2 separate regions of the Mus musculus genome follow, and region 2 is linked to region 1. A link is a contact called in public promoter capture Hi-C data. All regions are on one chromosome and are shown on one strand. The core of a region is the stretch at or near the end of the contact, and the rest is flanking DNA. Distances in the headings are between cores, read along the strand shown. Region 1 holds the start of Mmd (monocyte to macrophage differentiation-associated). Region 2 holds the start of Luc7l3 (LUC7-like 3 (S. cerevisiae)).

Region 1 (4,536 bases), core at 1,479-3,978:
CCAGTAACAGATCTGAGCGAACAGTTCATTTAATCCTCCCAGGGCATCTCAAGTCAAAGTTTGAGTGACTCTGTTCTGTTCTGACTGGTCCATCACTGTCAGGGAACCAGGGCCCAGGTGTGCTCTAGTCTCATCAGCATCCTGTCTGGGGAGCCTGTGTACCTCAGTCAGCAGAGCAGGTGTTCTCCCAAAAGCTGCTGCAGCATCTGATGTCTACGCTATGACAAATCCCTTCCTGTAAGGAACAGGTTGGTTTGTTTTTTTTTTCCCACAAATGTTTCTGCAGTTTTATAGCAAGATCTATATCCCCAAGCCTAAGAAGAACGTTATGTTCTGTTAATGCAGAACAAACAAAAGAAAACGCACAACCAATAACCAAAATAAACAAACACCAAACAAAACCTTCCCATTCTCGTCTCCTCCCACCATTGCAATCCTGGGCCCTAAATTGAAGCCAGGACTTCCTTTCTGCAAATACACTTGGGATTTATCCTCATAAATGGATGCAAAAGGACATCATATTTCCCATGTATATGTTGCATGTACATAATTCTGTAGGTATGTGTACATGTAGGTAGGTGCATGTGTTCATGTGAACACATCTGTGTGAAGGCCAGAGGTGAAAGCCGGGTGTCTCCCTTTGCCATCTTACCTTTTGAAACAGGATCTCTCACTAAACTTAGGCTGGCTGGCTCTACAGCTATATAATATGTGACCTGAATGTAATTGATTTCTTTTGTTTCATATACAGTTCTCAAAGTCTGTTCATGTCGAAGACGGCATCAACATTTCATTTCTTTCTCTTAAAGAGAAAAAGCAAATCATCTTAACAGCTTGAGGTTCAGAGCAAGACCAAAAGGAAAGTACAGAGACTTCTTAGGTCCTCTCACACAATAGCCTCCCCTGCGTCGTCCCCCCCGCCCCCAAGGAAGTGGGACATTTGTTGTGATTACAGTTCCTATCCCTTAGGTTGTCATTTCATGTGGCTAATTTTCAGTTATCTTTTAGTTAGTACCTTTGTTACTGCCCCTTGATCGTTTATAAGGGGAGTGCCATGTAGTCAATTGGTAGATTTTCAAGCTATGCTAGTTGTCAGGCTTTACTGTGAGTGCAAAAGGAGTCAGGTGTGTGTTTTAAGAATTGTGCTGTTTTAAAACTTAGGGAGAGGCCGTTGGCATACTGACCTGATGGTATCTGGTGCTTCGTGTTAGAGGAAGCTATGTAGGAATCTGTTTTGCATCGGGCAAGTTTCTTTTTCACTCCCTGATCCTCTTTTACATTGATGACTCCCCAACCCCCACTTCTCTACATTTAACATATGAGAGAAAACATTTAACATTTGTATTTCTGAGCCTGGTTTATTTATTTCATTTCATATGATGATATCTAGTTCCATCCATTTCTCTGTTCCCAGAAATGTAGTTACTCGTAACCCCCCCCCCCCCCACACACACACACTGAAGAACAATCCAGTCCTCCTCTATTGGAGCCGATTGTCCTTTTAAACCAAGTGTGCAGCTTTGGAATGGAAAGATCACTCCCGAGTCTTCATTTTTTTCCTTCTGGCTGACTAATTTTCCATGCTGTCTCTAGACACACACACCACATTTTCTTTCTACATCCTTTGGTAGGCACCTACACTAATATAATAACTTGGCTATTGTAAACAGTGCCACCTTTCAAAGCCTTGGCCTCCATACCTGTGAAATGAGTAACATAATTTTGAACCTAAGGATTCCTTCCAAGATCAAAGCAATTGTTGTGGAAAGCACCCCGGGGCACTTAAAGAGAAGGACACTAGAATGGTGGGTGAAACCATTCCCCGGCATCCCCCCATCTTTCATTCGTTTCAAAAAGAGTAAATACTGCTTCGAAGCTGGCCCTAAGTCCCTCAAGAAGGTGAAGTTTGAGGAGTGGGGGATGTGTGTGGGCAGGTTTCCTGGATGGGAGCACACCTGGATTTCAGGAGTGATGCTGACAGGTCCTGCACATGTCAATTCCTTTTTTCCAGTATTCTTCTGAGTGTATTCACTACCTCTTATCTCTTCTCTCCCTAGGATCTGCTCTTCTGGCAAGTCCTTTTAGCTTTACAGAGGTTTAGCAAAAGGGGCCGATTCAAGTCTACTCTTTCCTTGGAAATTTCTTGGGTTAAAAAATAGAAAATAAAATGGAGGACGTAAAAAGATCTCTCCAGAAGAATCCCCCTGGAGAAATTCCAATCTCTTCTTTATAGGACAGCCGTGTTACTAATCCGTCTTTACACAGCGTAAAAGGTGAAGAAATAAATGAAAGGAAGGACGCAGAAATGAATGAAGGCTGGATAAACGATATGGGGCCAAGATTAGAAGGCAGAGATAGATTCTTGCTCGCTGCCACTTCCGGCACAGCTGCTTCTAAGATTGTGGGCCATCTCCTACACACCGTTGTTCCTTCCTCTCTGTTGCAGCTCACACGCTCAAAGCTTTAATGCAGAGCACCGCCCTCCCAGCGCTCCTCCCCTTTCGGCTAGCCACACCCCTCGGCTCTGAGGTTCCGCCCCACCTACCGAGCTTCAAGGGAAATGAATGGCAGCGGAGCCCTGCGCCGCTCCGGACACTGATTGGCCACTGGGCGCGGTGACGCGCAGGTGGCTGCGGGCGCACGCAGCGAGAGCAGCGGGCAGGGGCGGAGCCGGGCTCCGGGGCGGGGCCCAGGCACCCGGGGGCGGAGGAGCCAGGGAGGCGGGAGGCGGGAGGCGCCGGGGCCGTTTAAGCGGCCTCCCTCCCGCCCCCAGGCGCCTGCTCTGGCCCGGGCCCTGTGCTGACCGACCCCCGGTGTGGCCCACTCCGGCCCTGCCCAGTTGCGTGGCTCCCGCCTGGCACGCCAGCGGCCTCGGAGCAGCTCAAGCCCATGAGGCCGGCGCGCCCTGCCGCCGGTGCAAAAGAGACGGAGCTCCCGGCCCCCGCGGTGGAGCGGTGGATCAATGCGGTTCAGGAATCGATTCCAGCGGTGAGAGTTCTGCGGGGAACGTGCTCCGTCCCGGGGGATCCCGAGCCCTGACGAGGACCGGCTCCCGGGAAGACTCGCAGTTCTGCGATCCCCTTCCTCCAGGCAGCTTGGGATCTGTGCCCCGGGACCCCGCATCTGCTTTGCCTCCTCCATCCGCTTGCAAACCTAGCTTGGCCCTTGAGATCCCCATCCAGACACCGCTGCTGCTAGCTTCTAGCAGACTACTCCAGCCTCAGAGCCCCCTCCCCACGACTCCACTCAGGGCCTCCACCCTTATACAAACCCCAACGTGAGGTCTCTTAAGGCTGCTGCAGCACCCTGTGGCGATGTTTGTCTTACAGCGGGTAGGAGGTCTGGCCTGAGCTTTTTGAGGTGTTTTGTCGGTGGTTGGCCCTAGAGACAGGGAAACTGAGGCACGCTTCTCTAGGTCCAGCTTTCCTGATGGTGTCCGGAGGGGTTGTGTGTCTCGGGCTAAGAACCTAATGGTGTGCTATTTGGGGGATTTTTTTTTGGCAGGGGCAAGTTAGCATTCAGGTGGAGAGACATGCCTTTGAGAAACCTGGTTTTAGGAAATAGGGAGAAAGAACGGAGGAGGCGCCACCGGAAGGCGGGTTGTCTGCTCTACACTAAAGAGGTGGTAGGGTAGCCCGACTTGAGGGACATAGTGTGGCCCTTCTCTCCCGGGTGGATTACCTGCGTGGAAGGAATGATGAAGGCTGCCGACCTATTGTTCCCAAAGAAAGCTCTGGGCTTTAATGTTTCTAAGTGGGTGAAAGTTCACCCATGGGGTTTCTGGTAACTCCATCCCTTTGTCTGAGCCTGGCAGCCATACCCATTCCCAGCCCTTCACCACCAACAGGGTAGCCTAGTGTGATGTACCAGAGAATTCAAAAGCAGAAATGCTTAAAATCTTCCGAGCAGGCTATTGAGTTTGAAGTGGTCTTTCTTTTTATTTTAAAATGTAAACACACCATTTAGTTTTCCTTTCCCTTCTTTCCCCTGTTCACTCATTAATGCTTATCTCATTTCTTCCAGTCTCAAAGGGTAAAAGAGCCAACACAACATGCACAGGATGAGGGTGGTCTTTGCGCTCAGTATTGGGGGAGATCGGCTTGAAGATTTGGATTGCTTTCTGAATATTGCTTATTACTTGGTGGCTGGAAGTCTGGCACTATCGTTGGAGGAGAACTACGTCTCTATGTCAAAGGCAGAAAGGAACCTTGGTCTTTCTCGTTTAGAACCACAGTGGATTTAAGAGACTCTGTAACGTGTGTGAACCTCATGTCCTGTGCGTGTGGGTTGTTTGTCTGATTCTTTCCTTTGCATGTCTTTGTGGGCTTCCTGCTTTCAGAGACCAGTAGCTATATTCTGCAAAATTACCCCTTCCCTATTTGACGAAGAGTTTGGGTTTCTAGTCTATCCTTTTGAATTCTATAAAAAGAAGGAAAATGTCTGTTTTTGCTTATTGTACCAACATTCAGAGAGCTCTAAAATGAAAAAATAAAAACCACCTCAGCTGATTGAGCAATCTTTTTTAATGGACAGAAT
Region 2 (4,536 bases), core at 513-3,012, 4.1 Mb after region 1:
CTTTACTTTTTTTCTATATGTCAAAAGAGAAATTGTTACTTCACTCAAACCATGTGTTTAAAAACAACGCATACTGAGCTGGTGAGATGGCTCTGTGGGGAAGAGGTCTGACTGCTCTTCTGGTGGTCCTGAGTTCAAATCCCAGCAACCACATGGTGGTTCACAACCATCTGTAATGAGATCTGATGCCCTTTTCTGGTGTGTCTAAAGACAGCTACAGTGTGCTTACATATAATAAATAAATAGATTTAAAAAAATACATAATTTACTTTCCTAAAAAGCCTGTTAGCCAATCGTGGCAACGATGTAATCCCAGCACTCTGGAAGCGGAGTGAGGATTTCAAGTTCGAGAACCACCTGCTTACAGAGTAAAACACTGCCTCAAAAACAGAAACAAAACAAAGCTTTTGTTGAGCCATTTTCTCATATTTTATCAAGTGATTTAAAACTGCTGTTTGATTATAACTGCAAGGTAAAATCAAGTGTACCCACTCTCCAGTTCAGATCTAAGACAGTGTGCTCCACGTACAAAACTAGATAAAAAGTACTTGAAATACAGTACAGTATATGCACGAAGAACAGTGCAACCTCAACAGTGCTACAAAAATTAGATTTAGCTTTCCCGATCACCAAGAGACCGAGAGAGAGAGAGAGAGAGAGAGAGAGAGAGAGAGAGAGAGAGAGGCTTTAGCCTCACCTGCGACCCAGGAGTTATAGTTAACCTTTCTAAGAGAGTAAAAGGACCGAATGAGTTTATGTGAAAACAAAAACCTTCACAACTGCCTAGCTGAGGGTCTACTACGGCCATCAAGCACGCGTCAAACGGCCATCAAACCGCATTAGCAAAAAACTGTTCATGATAAAACTGTACCTCGTTCCGTCTTTCAACTGTCTACCTTCTCACAGAAGTGTCCAAATGGCAGCACTCCTAAGCAATGCACTGCTACGATGTCCTTCCCCACGAATACTGGTCGGGAGTCAGGCTATCTATCTATATGACTCCCGACTCTCTCACACACACACACACACACACACACACACACACACTCACACACTCTAGATAGATAGATAGATAGATAGATAGACAGACAGACAGACAGACAGACTGCACCCAAATAACGGAAGCCTGCTTTCTTATTCATACGGTAAAACCCCGGAGCTCTGGTGGAATCAAGCGAGCCCTTCCTTCTTCCTTTTCCCGCGTTTCTCGGCCTCACCAAGGTGCTTCTTCTTCTGCCCAGCCAAGCGCCATCCCGGACTTCCTCCACACAACAACAAACGCCGCTATCCCCCGGATTGGCGCGGAATCCTCCCTCCGTCCTGGGCCGCACGCCCGCCTCCCTCCGCCGTCAGGTGCTTCAGTCGGCGCGGCCAGGTCCCCCCAAATCGCGCCGCACCCCGCTCGGGCCAGCCTCGGCCCGCCCTCGGGTCCCTTCAGCTCCCCCTCCCCCAGTCCCCGGGGCACAGGCCCGAGGCCCACGGGACTTACGCTCTCGTGGTCCCAGCGCACGTTGCTGCGCTTCTCATCCGGGGCGAGGTTTCGGTCCCGGCCCATTAACTCATCCAGCAACTGCGCGGCAGAAATCATGGTGCTTCCTCCGGGCGGCTGCTCACGCCAGCCCTAGCACCCACCCGATAAAAAACCCCACCAGCCGCCCGGCCGCCGAACCAAGCCCCCTCGGCCCACTCTCAAGCTCGAAAAGCCTCTTCCAGAGAGGAGCCGAGAAGACAAAATGGCCGCCGCCCGGGCACCTTCCCAGCATGCCGTGCGCCCGTGGAGACACGCCTAGGCCCGGGCTGCGAGGGCGGGCAGCGCGGCTTCTCCGGCGAGGGGGCGGGACCTCCGGCCCGGGCCCGGGGCAAAGCCCCGCCAGGCACTGACTCCGCCCCCGCCGTGCCTTCCACCCAACGGAGCGGTGGACGCTCTAACGGCTGCCGGTGTCGGCCTCTTTTTTACTTGGAGAAAGAGCAATCTAGCTCTGGGTCCTTTGCCACTGCCCTGAAACGGAGAAAATGTCCCTTTGTCCACGTGGTGTGCGGGGGACCATCTTCCAGGGAGGGAAACAAGAAGAGCGAGCTGCGATCGTGCTCAGACTCCATTTTCCTGTCGCTGTAGTTTCTTCCTCCTCTACCTGTCCTTATTTATGTCTGCACCCTCCACCCTTCCCACACCCACCCAGTTCGATGCTGGGGATTGAACCGGGAACCTTAACGCTTAACGCTCTACCAGCGAGTTAAATCCTCAACTCTTCTACCCGGTTTTGTCCGGACTTCCTCGATTTTTAGGGAGGAAAATCAAGGAATAGACTATATGCGGTGGAGGAATTATGTTGTAATACCTCCAATCCAGGAATTTATCTTCCTTCACTTTGTATCAAATGTGTTACTGTGTGTTCAGGGAATCATAGAGGAGACCAGAGGTTACCCTCTGGAGTCCATTACTCAGGAACTATCCACCTTTGTTTGGTTTTTGGTTTTGTTTTTCGGGATAGGGTTTCTCTGTAACTTTAGCTGTTCTGGAACTCACCAGGCTGGCCTCGAACTCACAGAGATTCCCGTGTCTCAGCCTTATGAGTGCTAGGACGTGCCACCATTGCTCCTCAATCTAAACTTTCAAAAGATTAGGAAAACTTAGCTGGGCTTGCTGTCACCGTATACCTTTTATCTAGGAAGGCACTGGGAAGGCAGAGTCAGGTGGATTTTATGAATTAAAGAGGTTCACCTGCTTCTGCCTCTTAAGTGCTAACACTTGGGAGGCAAAGGCAGGTGAATATCTAAGTTTGAGGCCAGCCTGGTCTACAAAACAAGTTTCTGTATAAAGCCATGGCTGTTATACAGAGAAACCCTTTTTCAAAAAGAATGTCTCACTGGGACGTGAGCTCTCTGTCAGCCTGAAAGCCCTACGAATCCTTTTATTTCTGCTTCCTTAGTACTGCAGCTATAAACCACTGTTTTACATGTATGTGCTGGAGGTTAAACTCTGTTCTTCATGCTGAGTGGTGAACTCCCTGGAATTTCTTTAAAAGTATTAATTCGGCCTTGCAAACTTTTAATCCCTAGCAATCCAGAGGCAAGTTGATCGAGGCCAGCCAGGGCTACATAGTGAGACATTGTCTCAAAAACAAGATTCATATTCAGCTAGGAATAGCAGACCGGGCCTATAATCCCCTTGTTTGGGAGGCTTGGCCAGAAGGATTATTGTTCCAGACCAGCATGGGTTGCTGTGTGAGTTCCTGTCTAAAACAATTTTTAAAAAAAATAAAACCCAGGGGCTAGTGAGATGACTAAGCTGAGAGACATCTGTGGACAAGCTGGATGAATGTGACAAGAGTTTCATCCCCCGGACTCACAGAGAAAGGAGAGAACCAACTCCCGAAAACTGTCCTCTGACCTCCACGGGCTGATCCACACACACAGACACTGGCACATAAAATAGAATGTAATTTTTAAAAAATTAAGGGCTGGAGAGATGCCACAGCAGTTGTTGGCATTGGCTGCTCTTGCAGAGGACCCAGGTTCAATTCCTAACACCCACATGGCAACTCACAGCTGCCTAACTCCAGGGTCAGACACCCCCTGCCCCCAGACAGACAGACAAGCAGGCAAAACACCAATGCACATAAAGTAAATTATATTTAAAAAGTTAAAATTAAAAATTGGAGGCCCAAAGTTGGTGGCTCATATAATCCTCAGGAGGTAGAGGCAGTCAAATGTCCAGGATAGCTGGGTTACACAGAGAAACCTCAACAAAACTTCTGTTATATGCCCACATCAGTGTTAGTGTGCAGATTAAATTAATTGATATACTCTGCACATTGATAGAGGAGACCCAACAGGTTCTTAATTCCTTTATTAGCAAGAGGGAAAGAACCTTTTTATTGTCAGAGTGGAGGAGTCAGCTCCCTGTGGCACTGACTGAGGAGTGTGGCAAAGCTCCAACCAGGTAAGGTGGAAAATGGAGGCCTCGAACTCAAGACCGACAGTCTTCCCACCCCAGCCTCCCAGTGTGTTAGCATATATCCCTCAAACAGAAATCTGAAGAGTTTACAGTTAAGAAACGCAAAAAAGTTTCCAAAACATGAAATAGATAACAATGAAGAAAACTGTTAGTCTGCTAGAAGAGGAACTTTTAAAAGTATTCTTTGAGTCTCATGAAGTTGAACTAGAATGGGTTGGTTGGGGGCTGGAGAGATGGCTCAGTGGTTAAGAGCACTGTCTGCTCTTCCAGAGATCCTGAGTTCAATTCCCAGCAACCACATGGTGGCTCAGAACCATCTGTAATGAGATCTGATGCCCTTTTCTGATGTGTCTGAAGACAGCTACAGTGTACTCACATACATGAAATAATAAATCTTTAAAAAAAAAAAAAAAGAATGGGTTGGTTGGAAAATTAGTTGGAAGCAAATCCAAAAGGCTAAAATACAACACTTGGGAAGCCGAGGCAGGAGGATTGTCCTTGGCTACACAGTTAAAGGCCAGCCTTGACAGAATGAGAAAAATCAAAGCCACCTCCTCAACTCTCCCATAACTTTCCAA

What was found. Promoter capture Hi-C pulls out the DNA fragments that hold promoters and counts their contacts.
Region 2: a contact with region 1 is called in a promoter capture Hi-C map of pre-B cells. The contact joins the promoter of Luc7l3 here to the promoter of Mmd in region 1. A contact is called at or near these places in 2 of 39 promoter capture datasets (the HPC-7 cell line and pre-B cells).

The regions. Positions count from the first base shown.
Region 1 is chr11:90,246,748-90,251,283 of GRCm38.p6, forward strand. Mmd (monocyte to macrophage differentiation-associated) reads left to right here and starts at 2,729. Exons shown (of 7, transcript NM_026178.2): 1 at 2,729-2,988. The coding sequence starts at 2,963.
Region 2 is chr11:94,320,201-94,324,736 of GRCm38.p6, forward strand. It overlaps Luc7l3 (LUC7-like 3 (S. cerevisiae)), which reads right to left and starts at 1,763. Exons shown (of 10, transcript NM_001361574.1): 1 at 1,490-1,763. The coding sequence starts at 1,588.